2 separate regions of the Mus musculus genome follow, and region 1 is linked to region 2. The links are chromatin contacts, called in public HiChIP or PLAC-seq maps. All regions are on one chromosome and are shown on one strand. The core of a region is the stretch at or near the end of the contact, and the rest is flanking DNA. Distances in the headings are between cores, read along the strand shown.

What was found. HiChIP or PLAC-seq counts read pairs in DNA pulled down with a chosen protein or histone mark.
Region 1: a contact with region 2 is called in an HNF4G HiChIP or PLAC-seq map of pancreatic cancer cells. The contact joins two enhancer-like sites. A contact is called at or near these places in 1 of 484 Hi-C or Micro-C datasets (embryonic stem cells), 1 of 115 datasets of contacts at active chromatin or transcription factors (pancreatic cancer cells) and 1 of 9 other capture datasets (adipose tissue).

Annotation. Positions count from the first base shown.
Region 1 is chr17:44,236,221-44,242,388 of GRCm38.p6, forward strand. It overlaps Clic5 (chloride intracellular channel 5), which reads left to right. Exons shown (of 6, transcript NM_172621.2): 2 at 913-1,022; 3 at 5,814-5,939. Among named protein-coding and RNA genes, the nearest start is that of Clic5, 51 kb to the left of the region's middle. Within about 2 kb of position 2,996, at least 227 of the 459 cell types and tissues checked have an H3K27ac peak or open chromatin away from gene starts, as enhancers often do. A contact at or near this core is called in pancreatic cancer cells, where this site is marked.
Region 2 is chr17:44,029,830-44,036,564 of GRCm38.p6, forward strand. All of the region lies in intron 4 of Rcan2 (regulator of calcineurin 2), which reads left to right. Among named protein-coding and RNA genes, the nearest start is that of Gm34857, 11 kb to the right of the region's middle. Within about 2 kb of position 5,357, at least 18 of the 459 cell types and tissues checked have an H3K27ac peak or open chromatin away from gene starts, as enhancers often do. A contact at or near this core is called in pancreatic cancer cells, where this site is marked.

The DNA of each region.
Region 1 (6,168 bases), core at 1,746-4,245, 200 kb after region 2:
AAATCACGTACACACGTATATAGGTGCAAGCACTCACACAGGCACATCTACCCAGGCTTACACATACACATAAATATAATATACATAAATGAATAAATTAAAACTGCAAATTAAAAAAAAAGTCATTGGGCATTAGTGAGTTTGCTCAGTGATTAAGATGGCTTGCTGCTTCTCCAAGGACTGAGGTTAGATCCCAGCACTCACACTGGGCAGCTTACAACTGTCTGTAACTCATGCACCAAGAATCTGATGCCCTTTTCTGACCAACACACACACACACACACACACACACATACACACACACACACACACACACACACACACACACACACCTTTTACTAAAACTCTCTAGGGCCATTTCTCCCAATGCCCCAACACACTGTTAATCATCAATATGTGTCTCTTGAATACAAAGGATGTTTTCACCAATAAGTAATATATTGATACCAACCGCTGTTACTATACTAAGCGCCGTACTGATTAGAGTGCTGCCTTTGATGATTATCCTGGCTACTGGAGGTGGAATCACAGTCCAAGGTTCCTGTCCTGAGACATGCTGATGGAGCAAGTGTGACCAGAGTTCCACAGTCCTTGCTGCTTGTCACTTAGCGAGCTAGGAACTGAATCGTTCACTCCTGCTTTATTTAGAGAGCCTGGAGGTTCTGTGGTTTCAGAAAGTGTGGTTCTAGAACATCTCATGTTGGAAGCTCCAGCTCAGCATTTATGAAGAGCACACAAGGCACAGGCATCGTTCTGCCCTAATAGTAGGGAAACGGAGAAGGATACAACGGATCTCTGAAGTTGGCTGGGAGGTGTGTGGCTCTAAGCCCAGAGTTTGTTCTTTATGATCCATATTCTTTTCTGTGCACCAGTGCCCTGAGACTCAGGCTTCTGCCTTTGTTTTCTTTCCAGGCTGGGATCGACGGGGAAAGCATTGGCAACTGTCCCTTCTCTCAGCGTCTCTTCATGATCCTCTGGCTGAAAGGAGTCGTGTTCAATGTCACCACCGTGGATCTGAAAAGGTAAAGGACCCTGTGTTCATGAGGGGACATCTAGCGCAAGGAAGAGTCAGATGGAATGAGAGCAAATCCAGGGCCATCCTGGGGCTCCAGGAAACCTCGGATGAATCCCATCTCATTGCCCAGAACTGTTCCCAGGGCCCAACCCAGCTCACAAAGGAGGCTAAAAGAAACATAACCAGAACCTCCCTCAGGGCTGTGCTTCACTACCCTGGTTGGCATCCGTTGATTAGCAAGAAGAAAAGAGAAGGGAAGGCAAGGGCACACAACAAGTGTCTGCCTCAAGGATGGGCACAGGCGTATAAAAACATATATCACAATAGCACAGGCGTTAGGTCTGCAGGACCCTGGTGGGCTTCAGCACTGACAGCTGAATTTTCAGGGAATTAGAATCAAGACCTTTACTGAGGATTTGTCTTGGCTTTCAGAACACCTAGTGGGAGGGTTCTGGACCCGAGGACTGCATGTACAGGCCCTAAGAGGCGAAACATACAGCTTGATTGTGTCTATTCCTTTGCACTCCTGAGTTCCATTGTATTCATAGTTACCTGTTGTGCTAAGGATCTAACTTGGGGCTCCCTGCATGCCGTTCAAGTGCTGTCACTGAGCTATAGTCTGGGTCCTCTGAGTAGACGTAGAAGGTGTCTTAACTCCGTGGCGGCTAACAGTGTCCAGCAAAGCTTGGCCACGTCCTCCAGCCCATGGTGGAAAGGCTTCCAAAACAGCCTACTCTGTTCAGGTCTAATGCTCCTCCCTGGGTCCCATCTGCCCTCGGGGCTGCTCTTGTTCCCAGAAGCTCCTGGTAAGAGGCTTCTTCTACATTCGTCAGGCTTCTCCTCCTCGTTCCTCGGAACTTGAGAATCTCCTGCCTCTAGGCTCAGTTTCAGTCCCAACTTCTTGGGAAGGCCTCTGTAACCCATCACTGTCCGGAGTGGCCTCCCTTGAAACTCACCTAGGTCCGATCTGAGCTTCCTCAGGCGGAGTCATCCTTTAGTGCCTTACCTCGTCGTAACATCTACAACTCCAATGCTTCCTAACTGCTGATGGCTTTCCCCTGCAAAATCCCGTGATAGGTACTTCATAAGGGAAATTCCAGCATTCTATATTAGACAAGGAAGCCGAGCAGACCCACTGAGGTCTCCTACCAGCTGGAAATAGAGGGGCTGCTGCTAAGATCCTAGTGTCTGGCACAGTAAGGGAGCATGTACCTCCCATGCAGCCTGTGTCTGTAACAACTAAAACGAGCAGGATCCCAGAGCCTGGGCAAGGAGCTTCCTTTCCGAGAGACCAGAGTCTTTAGATTCTCATCCGTAGGAGAGAACTCTCACTAGAGTTCCAAGCTGGAGCTCAGGCAGGGGACGGAGTCTCTCGGGCATCTTAAGGATGCTTCTGCTTCTCTCACACACATTATCAGACCCAGTCCTGCCGACATCCCTCTAAGGCTGCCTTGGTGGTCACCTTTGTTTACAGCACTATCCGCACGCACACAAATACTAATTCCTATGAAAACTGATCTTATCCCAGTTTTTAATCCGAGAGAGTGCTGTTAGGGGTTTAAAGAGGTGGGCCATGGGTTTATGTTTAGGATTCTACTTGGCTTGCTGCACGAACTTGAAACCCGGCGCCCCTCATGGAGCTGTGAATCAGGGAGCTAAAGAAAGGATGAGGCCCGTGAAATAATTCACAAATCCAATCTGGAGACATGGAATTCTGTAATTTCAATTCCAACTGCGGGGGTGGGAGCTGACTGAGAGAGGAAGGGGTGGCGCTGGCCAGCATGCTTTTGACAATGCCCAGCTTCAGGAGCCAGAAGTGGCATGTCCCAAAGGTGTCAGAACCTAGCAGCCAAAGTACCCCCAGGATCCCAGAAACGAAACCACACTGCTGCCCCGTCACAAACAAAACCACACTGCTGCCCCGTCAACAGACTAACAGACCGCTGTGTCTTTAAGCCACAGTAACTGCTCCAAAATAAGACCAGAGAGGACTTCCTTCCTGGCCAGTGTCAGTTACAAAACAGGAGCAGCCTGCAAAGAATGTCCTCTCTTTATGTGAGGGGAGGGACGCACACTGAGTCAACAAGGAACTAAGTAAATTAGTCTCAGTTGTTTGAGTGTCACAGAAGGAGGCTGGAGAGCAAGCAGCCTGTTGGGAGTGACTTGGGAGCTGTCACTGGAATTCTTGTCGTCCCCTCCCTAGCTGATTAGACCAGGAATTTGTCTCCTCACAGAAGCCTCTGCCCCCTCTCGTTGACATTTTACAGTTTCTCCATCTCATATTTTCTGCTCCAGTGGCCACAAAGAATGTTGCAAACTCAGAGAATGGAAACTCCCATGGCTGCCCTGAGACTCCTGCGTGAGCCCTACCCTGTTTCCTCAGTACAGCCGGGAGTCTCCACTTCCTGTTGCTAAGCCACACCCCCACCCCACCCCGTCCCCTCCTTCCTTGATACTGGCTCAGGAATTTGACCACCTGGCAGGAGGGATTTTAGAAGCACACCACATCACTGGCACTAACAGACGCAATGTCCTTCTTGCGTTCTTGACGTACCTTCCCTGTGGCACTCAATATACTAAGTATCCAGCACCGACAGGGACCACACCAGGCACTGTTGAGGGCTGAGTCTAGAAAGTTCGATTGATTACTCCTTGTTCATTCATTGGATGCATGCTCCACATTGCTGTACTCTTCCCTAACATCTTCCCCTGCCTCTCTGGATCACGAGGACCTCAGCATCTCCCTCTCCCTGATGCATGCAGTGTCTCCTGTGTGCGCTGCAAAGGTGGTGAGGTTCCCGACACTGGGTTATCTTAGATTTAAGAGTGACTGCGAGCAGCATAGCAAGATACCTTTCTTGTTTATGCTTTGGTATGGAGTCCGGGATGGAACCAGGGCTTCACACATACTAGGCAAGGGCTTGCTATTTCAAACCGGCTCCCTCTTCGTACTTTCTGTTTTGATATAGATCTTGCGAACTTTCCCAGACTAAACCTGAGTTCACTCTGGGAGTCCAGGCTGGCCTTGAACTTGAGCTCTTTCTGCCTCAGCTCACTTGTCTAGTTGGGACAAGCGGGCCTGTATTCTCTCTTCAGAAGGACTGAGTTTGGCAAGGTAGCCTTCATCTATAAGGTTTTACTGGTCCCGGGAAAACCTGAGACAAAAGGAAACTGCTTTCCTCAACATGAGTCATTGTGTTTACTCAAGTCCTACTAGATAAATGAAGTTGTGACTCCTTGGAATTGGATTATTTATAACTATAAGTACCCCTTAAGTGCCCTCAATCTTTATTGTAAAAGATTCCATTTCTGACTGGGGAGATCTTCAATTTACATATATTAAATTAATTTTAAAAATCTTTCACAAAACAACTAAGTTTTAGTAAAATTAAAATCATAATGGTTATATTTTTTAAAAATGTGTGCTCAAATTAAGATTAAAAACAGTAAATGGTGAAGTATGTTGGATTATTAACTGGTTTCCTGTAGGATAGCTGCCTACTGGTCCCTGGCATTCATTGAAAAGCACAAACTTTCATAATTGGGTTGGAGTTTTTTCAATATCAGACCAACTTTTGAGTTCTAATTTCACAGTTAAAGTTAACCCTTTTTAAATTTAATTTTTTATTATACATGTGTGGCTGATTTGCCTGCATGTGTGTCTGTTCACTGTGTGTGTGCAGTACCTGAAGGGGCCAGAAGAGGGCATCAGTCCTCCTGCAACTGGATTTACAGGCAATTCTGAGCTGTTAGCTGCCTTGTGGGTTTTGGAAACTGAATGTAGGTGTTGGGAACTCTTTGTCTGTTTGATTAATTTCCGAGACGGTATTCTAGTCTGTAGCCCAAGCTGGTATCACAATGGTAGCAATCCCCCTGCTCCAGCCTTCCAAGCTCTGGGATAACAGGAATGGATGGACCACCAAGCCCAGCTCATAGTTCTTGATGTAGAACCCTTAGCCATAGCCTCCCTGATGTTTCCTGATCTGCAATATTGAACGTAGGCCTCTGGACCTAACCCCATGAGTTTTCACCAGGGTCCATTGGTTAAACAGCAATAATGCTCCTTGAACACACTGACTTCATCCAACAGTCTGGTTTTCAATTACTAGTTCCCTCTCTCATGGATCCTCCATGCCAGGGATCATTTAGAGGCAAATTATATGTGTGTATATTTGTGAAGTCTAGGAAGAGATTGAACAATATTAGATGTTAATTGCTACATATTAAAATGTATGTTACTCAGAATGGGAGCATTGGAACTTGAAGAAGTCCCCAAAACACACACACACACACACACACACACACACACACACACACACATGCATATAGTAATATAGTATTCAAATACATTTAGGATCCAATGTGTTACTTATTTTTGTTTGTGGAGGCCAGTTAACCGCTGAGCCATTTCTTCAGCCCCGCTGTGTTAATTTGTCAAGCCTGGAATTGTGTGTTTTGTTGGAATAATTAGTAAGAGGGCATTTGGAAGCACAGTCCTGTGCAGTTAAAGCCGGGAGCTAATTTAGACGGTCACCATGATCCTCTCCGGGCTTTTCAGTTGTGTTCAGCTTCCACTTGTGAGTTACTTCTGCCATTTTCTTCCTGTGGATGAGTTTTCGGTTTCACACCACAGGCCCACAGAGCTCTATCCAGCTCCTACTGTCTCACACCTAGTACCACAAATCTGGTTATGCTACAAGCATGTTGATTAACCCCAGACCAGAGTTCATGCCATAGGCTTCTCAGAACCAGAGGGACAATGGTTCACACCATCACTGGAATCTTACTCTCTCCACAGAAAGCCAGCCGATCTACACAACCTGGCTCCTGGCACGCACCCGCCCTTCCTGACCTTCAATGGGGATGTGAAGACAGATGTCAACAAGATTGAAGAGTTCCTGGAGGAGACCCTAACCCCCGAGAAGTAATGAGCTGGTTCTTTACAGACCTATGGACAGGGAGAGAGTTAGCTGTGGGAAGGTAGATTTCCAGTGGGGCTGCTTCAGTTTGAGGTTAGCAAAATGGAATGCCAATCTCAGAGTGGGTGCATTAAGGCAAGTTACCCATAGGTATTGCCAGTCAGTTCCTACAGAGTGCCTTTAGGGGACCTGGGAAGATCTCCCTCTCTCCCCTCCCCCTCCCCCTCCCTCTCC
Region 2 (6,735 bases), core at 4,107-6,606:
CTGTTGTTTTAAGAAGACTAGTTGCTGTGGTGAGGAAAACAGGAAGTTCTCCAGGTGGCTGGAAGTTTCAAAGATGTCACCAGATGGGGTCTTTGTTAGAAGAAACATGTGTGGAAATGCTTCAGAGTCTTATTGAGGAAAGCACCGAGACTGACCAAAAGTGGTGGTAGATGGGGAAGGAACTGAGGAGTACCTGGCTCTAAGGATTTTCACGGAGATGCCTGGAAGGGTGATAGAAAGATCCCATCTTAGAGATGTGAGCATGAGTGTGTATTTAGGAAGATGTCAAGCGGTCAATATGAGGCCTCTGATAAGGGCATCAGTGTGAACAAGTAAGAATCTTCCAGAACAGCAGGAGGTGCTAAGGAACAAAGCATCTACATGTTAAATTGCCATTGGGAAGTCCCTGAAGCAGAGATTCTATCTGTTCCCCATCAGGGCATATGTTAGGGCCTGGTCCCCAAGTGCTGAAGTCTCAGGAGGGTTTCTTCTTCCCTTCATTAATTCAAAAAGGGTTATTATTTTTTCTCCCTACGTATTAAAATCTATATAGCTTTGACTCTTGTTTTAATGTCTGCACCATCTTCTTGCCATTGCATCTCTGTAAGACGCTGGTGTTTACAAACTATAATCTCAGTGAGGAAGTCTAGAGAAAAATGCAGGAGGGGCTCAGTCACTGCCTAGAGTCAAAAGTGGCCTTATGGCCACCCCCCTGTGTCAATTACATTGGAAGGCACTACCACCCAGGACCCTTTCAGGACCCTGCTCATTACAGGTGGGAGGCATCTTGCCTGCAATACAGTCCCTCCTTCTTACCACAGGAACCAAGACATTGTCACCAACCTGATCCCACCCACTCAAGAAGCTAGAGGACAGAAGTTGGGCATCTCTTTGAACAGTAGCCAAGCCTCAGTCAGTGTCTGAGGCCTGAATGAGCATTAGACTCTTGCCCACACTAGATAGTTTTTCATGTGTCTCAGCATAGCTCAAGGGAAAACCCTGACTGGTGCATTTTTGAAGGCTTTTGGCCCTGGCCTCCTTTCTGCACACAGGGGACAGGACAATCTAACGCAGACAAGGGAGCAAGCAGGTGACAGATGAATGCTTTCCTTGTCCCATAAAAGGAACTGGTCTGAATGTCCTGTCCTCACTGCACCATGGCCAAGATTGTCTCCACCCTGGGTGGAAAAGGCTTGACACAAGCTCTTTGTCCCCAACTAAGCCCAGTTGTTCCCTTTGAATAGTGACAGTATTGACGTCAACCCTCATGATGGAAGAATTAGCTGAAGCCCGAGGGGAAAGAGAAGCCAAAAAAAGAAAAATCCAATCCAGTAAAGCTAAGGCTATTTCTTTTTAGTTTGTAGGTACTCAGCAGATGTTAAGCTTTGTGGAATTTTGATAGTAACAAAGTTTCCCAAAATAGCACAATGAGATGTCAGCCTTAATGGGACCACAGCCAGAAAACATCCCTTACTAATGTGCAGCCTGACTTGATTAACATAACTGAAGATGCTTTTGCACCCCACATGAAGAGGCTGCACCAGAGGGGGCCAAACTGCTACTCAGTCTCATTCTGGGTTCTTCTTCCTCCATGCCAGAGGTGTGAATGAGATGTGGGGGAGGGGGAGGCAGGTGGTGCCTTGGAAGGAGTGCCCCTTTATATTAGCCAAGGTAAAGAAAAGACCTAACAAAGGCTAGCTTTCCTTGTGTGCTTCACTGCAGTTGTGAAGGGGTGGGGAAGGAAAAAGAAGAAAGGAGAACGGGAAGAAGAGAAGGGATGGGGAAGGCATGGAAAGAGAAAGGAAGGAAAGCAGAAAGTGGGAATGGAAGATGGGAGGAAAGAAGGAATTAGAGATGGAAGAAAGGGAGGGGAAGGAAAAAAGGAAAAGGAAGCCAGGAATGGTAGAGTATGCTAGAAATACCACCACTTCAGAGACTGGGACAGAAGGGTTACAAGTTCAAGGACAGCCTGATTACATAGTGAGTTCCAGGCTAGCCTGGGTTATACAGTGAGTTCTAGGACAGCCTGGGCTACATAGTGAATTCTAGGACAGCCTGGGTTACAAAATGTGATCTCTCCAACAAGGATAGCTGTCTTCCAAAAAGACGAGTAAAAGGCCAGGGTGTATGTTCATGCTGGCCTGTATCACAGCTCTCACCCACACCAGCCTTAGGTTTCATGACCTTCACATTCATGCTTTTATGCGATTTCTCTCTCTCTCTCTCTCTCTCTCTCTCTCTCTCTCTCTCTCTCTCTCTCTCTCTCTCTCTCTCACACACACACACACACACACACACACACACACACACACACAAAAGCACACACAAGCATTACACACCTCCATTAGATCAGCGTCAGCAGGGTTGCTGACACCACTGGGGTTTGTTGGTTAGCAAGCACTTCTAGTAAGTTCTCCCTCCAAGAACCAGTGCTCAGAGATGCCCTCAAGCTGCACTGAACCATCATCTTCTGCACCCTGCAGATAAAACTGGCTCCAAGAGGGTTCCTCTCATTAGCAGTACCCAAGTATCCTCTTCTGCCTTAGAGCTTTGATCTTAAAAAGAAATAAATTAGAAAAAACAAAACAAAACAAAAAAACACCACCATGGTGATAAACTCCACTTAATCCAACTTATTTAACACAACATTAAATGGGTCACAAGATGTCTACAGTGATTTCAAAGGGGGTTACTCCCTTGCTGGATTAAGGTTTACTTTCCATCCAGATTGTCACATAGTATGGTACAAACAGGGGCAGCATGCTGACTGGTCCTTATCAACTAACTTGGACCAGGGGTCTAATACTTACACCAGTCCTATCTGCAATTTCAGCAACCGTAACTCACAGAGTCTCTATGCACTGCAGAGTGACTCCTCTCCCTGCTTCTATTGCTTTTGCTTCCTGTGCACTTAGGAGCCATAATACTCTGTTTTCCTGGACCAGTCACTTCCATGAAAGTTCCTACTGGACACAGTGGGATGCTGATGGGGATGCTGACAGAGGATCTCATAAAGAGCTTCCTGCCTTGTAGACTGAGGAGACCGTTGAGTGAGCAAAGCACTGGCCATGCAAATAGGAGGGCCTGAGTTCAGATATCTGGAGCCCACGGAAAGCCAGAGACGCTAGGGTATGTCCCTAGTCCTACCGTTCCTATGCCAAGATGGAAGCTATAAATGAGGGGATCCCAAGCACTCATGGCCCAGCCCTCTCTCAGATGAGGAACTAAATAAGAACGAATCCCCAAGGCTGTCTTGTGATCTTCACACCTGAGCCTACAGGAACAAGCAAGCATGCACGTGCATGCAAACACACCTGTGCACATCTCTAAAAGGAATAAAACTTTTTTTGACTCTGAATAAAAAGCAGAGTTGATCTGTATTCGTTTGCCAGGATGTATAACAAAGCACCATAATGTGAATGACATCTGTAACAAGACTTGTTGGCATGCATTTCTGGAGGTTCCAAGATCAAGGTGTGTACAGGGCGATACTCTCTCTCTCTCTCTCTCTCTGAATGTGTTAGGGAAGGACCTGTTCCTGCCTCTTTCCTAGCTTCTGGTCATAACCTGGCATTGGACAACATAGACCCGTTCTTCATGTGGCATTTATTCACTCTGTGTGAGTTTCTGTGTGTTTACCCAACCTCATCCTTTTTTCTAAGGCTATGGACTTAATGACCTCATCTTCACGTGGCCATCTCTAAAGAGACCCTATGATCAAGTGCAGTCACATTCACAAGTACTCAAGGTTAGGACTTCAATTCCTTTTAGGGGGACAGTTCAACGAATAACAGTGACTAAGCAGTATGGCCATCCTTCCCAGCATCACTTGGAAGAGCTTTGATACCTACTACATCATCCAGGGTCCCCGTTTTCAATGTCAGCCTCCAACATTCAAGTCTTTAGCTTGCAAGTTTTCTGTTCCGCTCCTGTTCGATTACCAGTGTGTGGACAGAACCACAAATGGCTGACACCCTGTCATGGGGACTAACAATACTCGTTCTAATCATCAAGTAGAGGCTCACATTACAGACCTAGGACAGCAGGCACGATTCCTGGGCAGGGTGGTTTCTAGGTTGTGATCCTTGTAGGAAGGCAAGATTTAAGGAACTCTTAGAGAGAGGTGAGATGGTTCCAAATAATAGCAGCAGATAGGCCGAGTGTAAGAATATAGACACCATGATTAGGCGAGAACTGGTAAGTCACTCTGACAAAGCACACGGAGAGTGGGTGAATTCAGGAAAAGACTGCTGAGAGGTGACACAGAATCTTCTTGACTAGTTCAAGGACATCTGAACTTGGTGAGACTTGGGGAGTTGGTCACCAAGATACAATCTAGAAGATACTACCTTTAGAAGTCCTTTCTCTGTTGAGTCCTGAAGGATGGGCTGTAAGGAGTGAGGTTTCAGGGGAAGATGGAGATGCTAACAGTTATGGAGACAGTACAGGCTGTAGACCCACCTTCTCTTGTACATGGAGATTGTGTTGCTTCTACTGGTCTATGCTGTTAAGGCACAAATGTTGTTTGACTACACTGTGCATTCAGCAATGGGGAAGACCATGGGAGAGGCTCAAGAAATACCTACTGAGGTGAAATGAAGACATATAGATGCCAGGGAGTGACTTGATTGTAAAACAGGGAACCAGAGGCAATTTTTATAAGGACAACATTTAATTGGGACTGGCTTACAGGTTCAGAGGTTCAGTCCATTATCAAGACAGGAGCATGGCAATGTCCAGCCAAGCATGGTGCAGGAGGAGCTGAGAGTTCTATATCTTCATCTGAAGGCTGCTAGAAGAGTGGCTCTTACATGGTTAGGAGGAAGGTCTCTTTGCCCACCCCCACAGTGACATACTTCCTCCAACAAAGCCGCCCCTCCTAATAGTGCCACTCATTGGGCCAAGCATATTCAAACCACCACAAACAACAGCCAAAGGTGGATGTGCAAGAGGGACAATATCTATGAATGTCCTCTAGGCTGCATATGCTCATGTACACATATGCATATCTATATACCTATGTACCCCCAAGCCAAAGAGACAGTGAGAGGGAGAGAGGGGGGCGAGGGAGAGAGAGAGAGAGAGACAGAGACAGAGAGAGAGACACAGAGAGAGGGACAGAGAGAGAGAGACAGAGAGAGAGAGAGAGACAGAGAGACAGAGAGAGAGACAGAGAGAGAGACAGAGAGAGACAGAGAGAGAGAATGAAAGACTCTTGGGATTATGGCCTTAATGATCACCAACCAGTCACTCACTAACCACTGAAGATTCCGGACAAGCAATAATCCATGCCTATTATACCCCAGAGCTGTGGTTGTGTGAATCATACATCTGGAGGAGAATTTAAAGACTATCTCTGCCAAAACATGTTTGACTCAAGATTACTCAGCCATTAGCAGCAAGTCCTGGGATCAAACAGTAACAGGTCTGACTAACTGGCTGTGTTAGTCAGCTCTCTGTCACTGAGACAAGACACCTAAACTAATCAGTCAATGAAGTTGATTTGGGCTTATGGCTTCAGAGCCTTTGGTCCATGCTCACTTGGTGCTGTGAAGCACAGTTGTCAGGAGGGAACCATGTAAAAGTAATTTTTAAATCTGTTTTTTCCTTTTGGTCCTTTAGTCCCCATCAATAACAACTTTAAGACATTTATTATTATTATTATTATTATTATTATTATTATTATTATTATTATTATTTCTAGGCCATAAGCTTTGGCTCATTCCCTGACTAGCTCGTAACTTATTTAGCCCATTTAAACTATTCTATGTCTATGTGGTTAGTTACCTCTTCTTTAGTCCCAGCCCACTTCTTCCTTAGAATCTCCTCAGTATCTGCATGCTGGTTTACGCCCATCTTCTTGGTCTTGAATCTCATCTCTCTTGGCTCTCCCCTGTGTCTCTCTTTCATTTCCTACTATTTTCCAGAATCCCCTCTCTTCCTGCCAGTGCCTCACCCCCTATTTCTGCCTCAGCTCATTAGCCGTCAGCTTATTTATTGACGAGTGATATTGATAAGAGAATCTTTCTACAGAACCATGATGGAGAAGGCAGACCCACTTACCTCATGGAGGTCAGGAAGCAAAAAAGGAGAGAGAAGAGGGCCGGGGTCTGATCATCACCTTCAGGAGCATATCCTCAATGGTCTAACTTCCTTCTGTGATGCTTCAGCTCTTGAATGTTCTCTCATGTCCAAGGGCATGGCAACCTGAGCTTTTGGAGGGCACTGAGGAGCCAGAGCATTACAGTGCTTGCTGTCCTGAGAAAGGTTAAATGGCTTATTTGTGGTTGGCTAGTTGATAGTGGACAGATGGCAGTTGAATATTTGATAGATGTTAGCTAGGACACAATGACAGACAGGCCTTATTCCATCTGATGTCAGATCGCAGGCTTCCCAATGCACCAAAACATGTTTGACCTATTTCCTTTGCAAACCTTACTAAAGCAGCTTTTAAGACTCTTTCCTGAGGGAGAGGAAGGACAAAAGGAACCAGAGGGGTCAAGGACACCACAGGAAAACCCAAAGAATCAACTAACTTAGGCTCACAGGGGCTCAGAGAAACAGAACTGACAACTAGGGAGCCTGCATGAGTCTGACCTAGGTATGTGTTATAGTTGTAAAGCTTGGTCTTCTTGTAGAACTCCTAACAGTGGGAGCAGGGGCTATCTCTGACTCTCTTGATCTTTTTCCTACTACTGAATTGCCTTGTTCAGCCTTAATTCGAGGGGAGGTGTC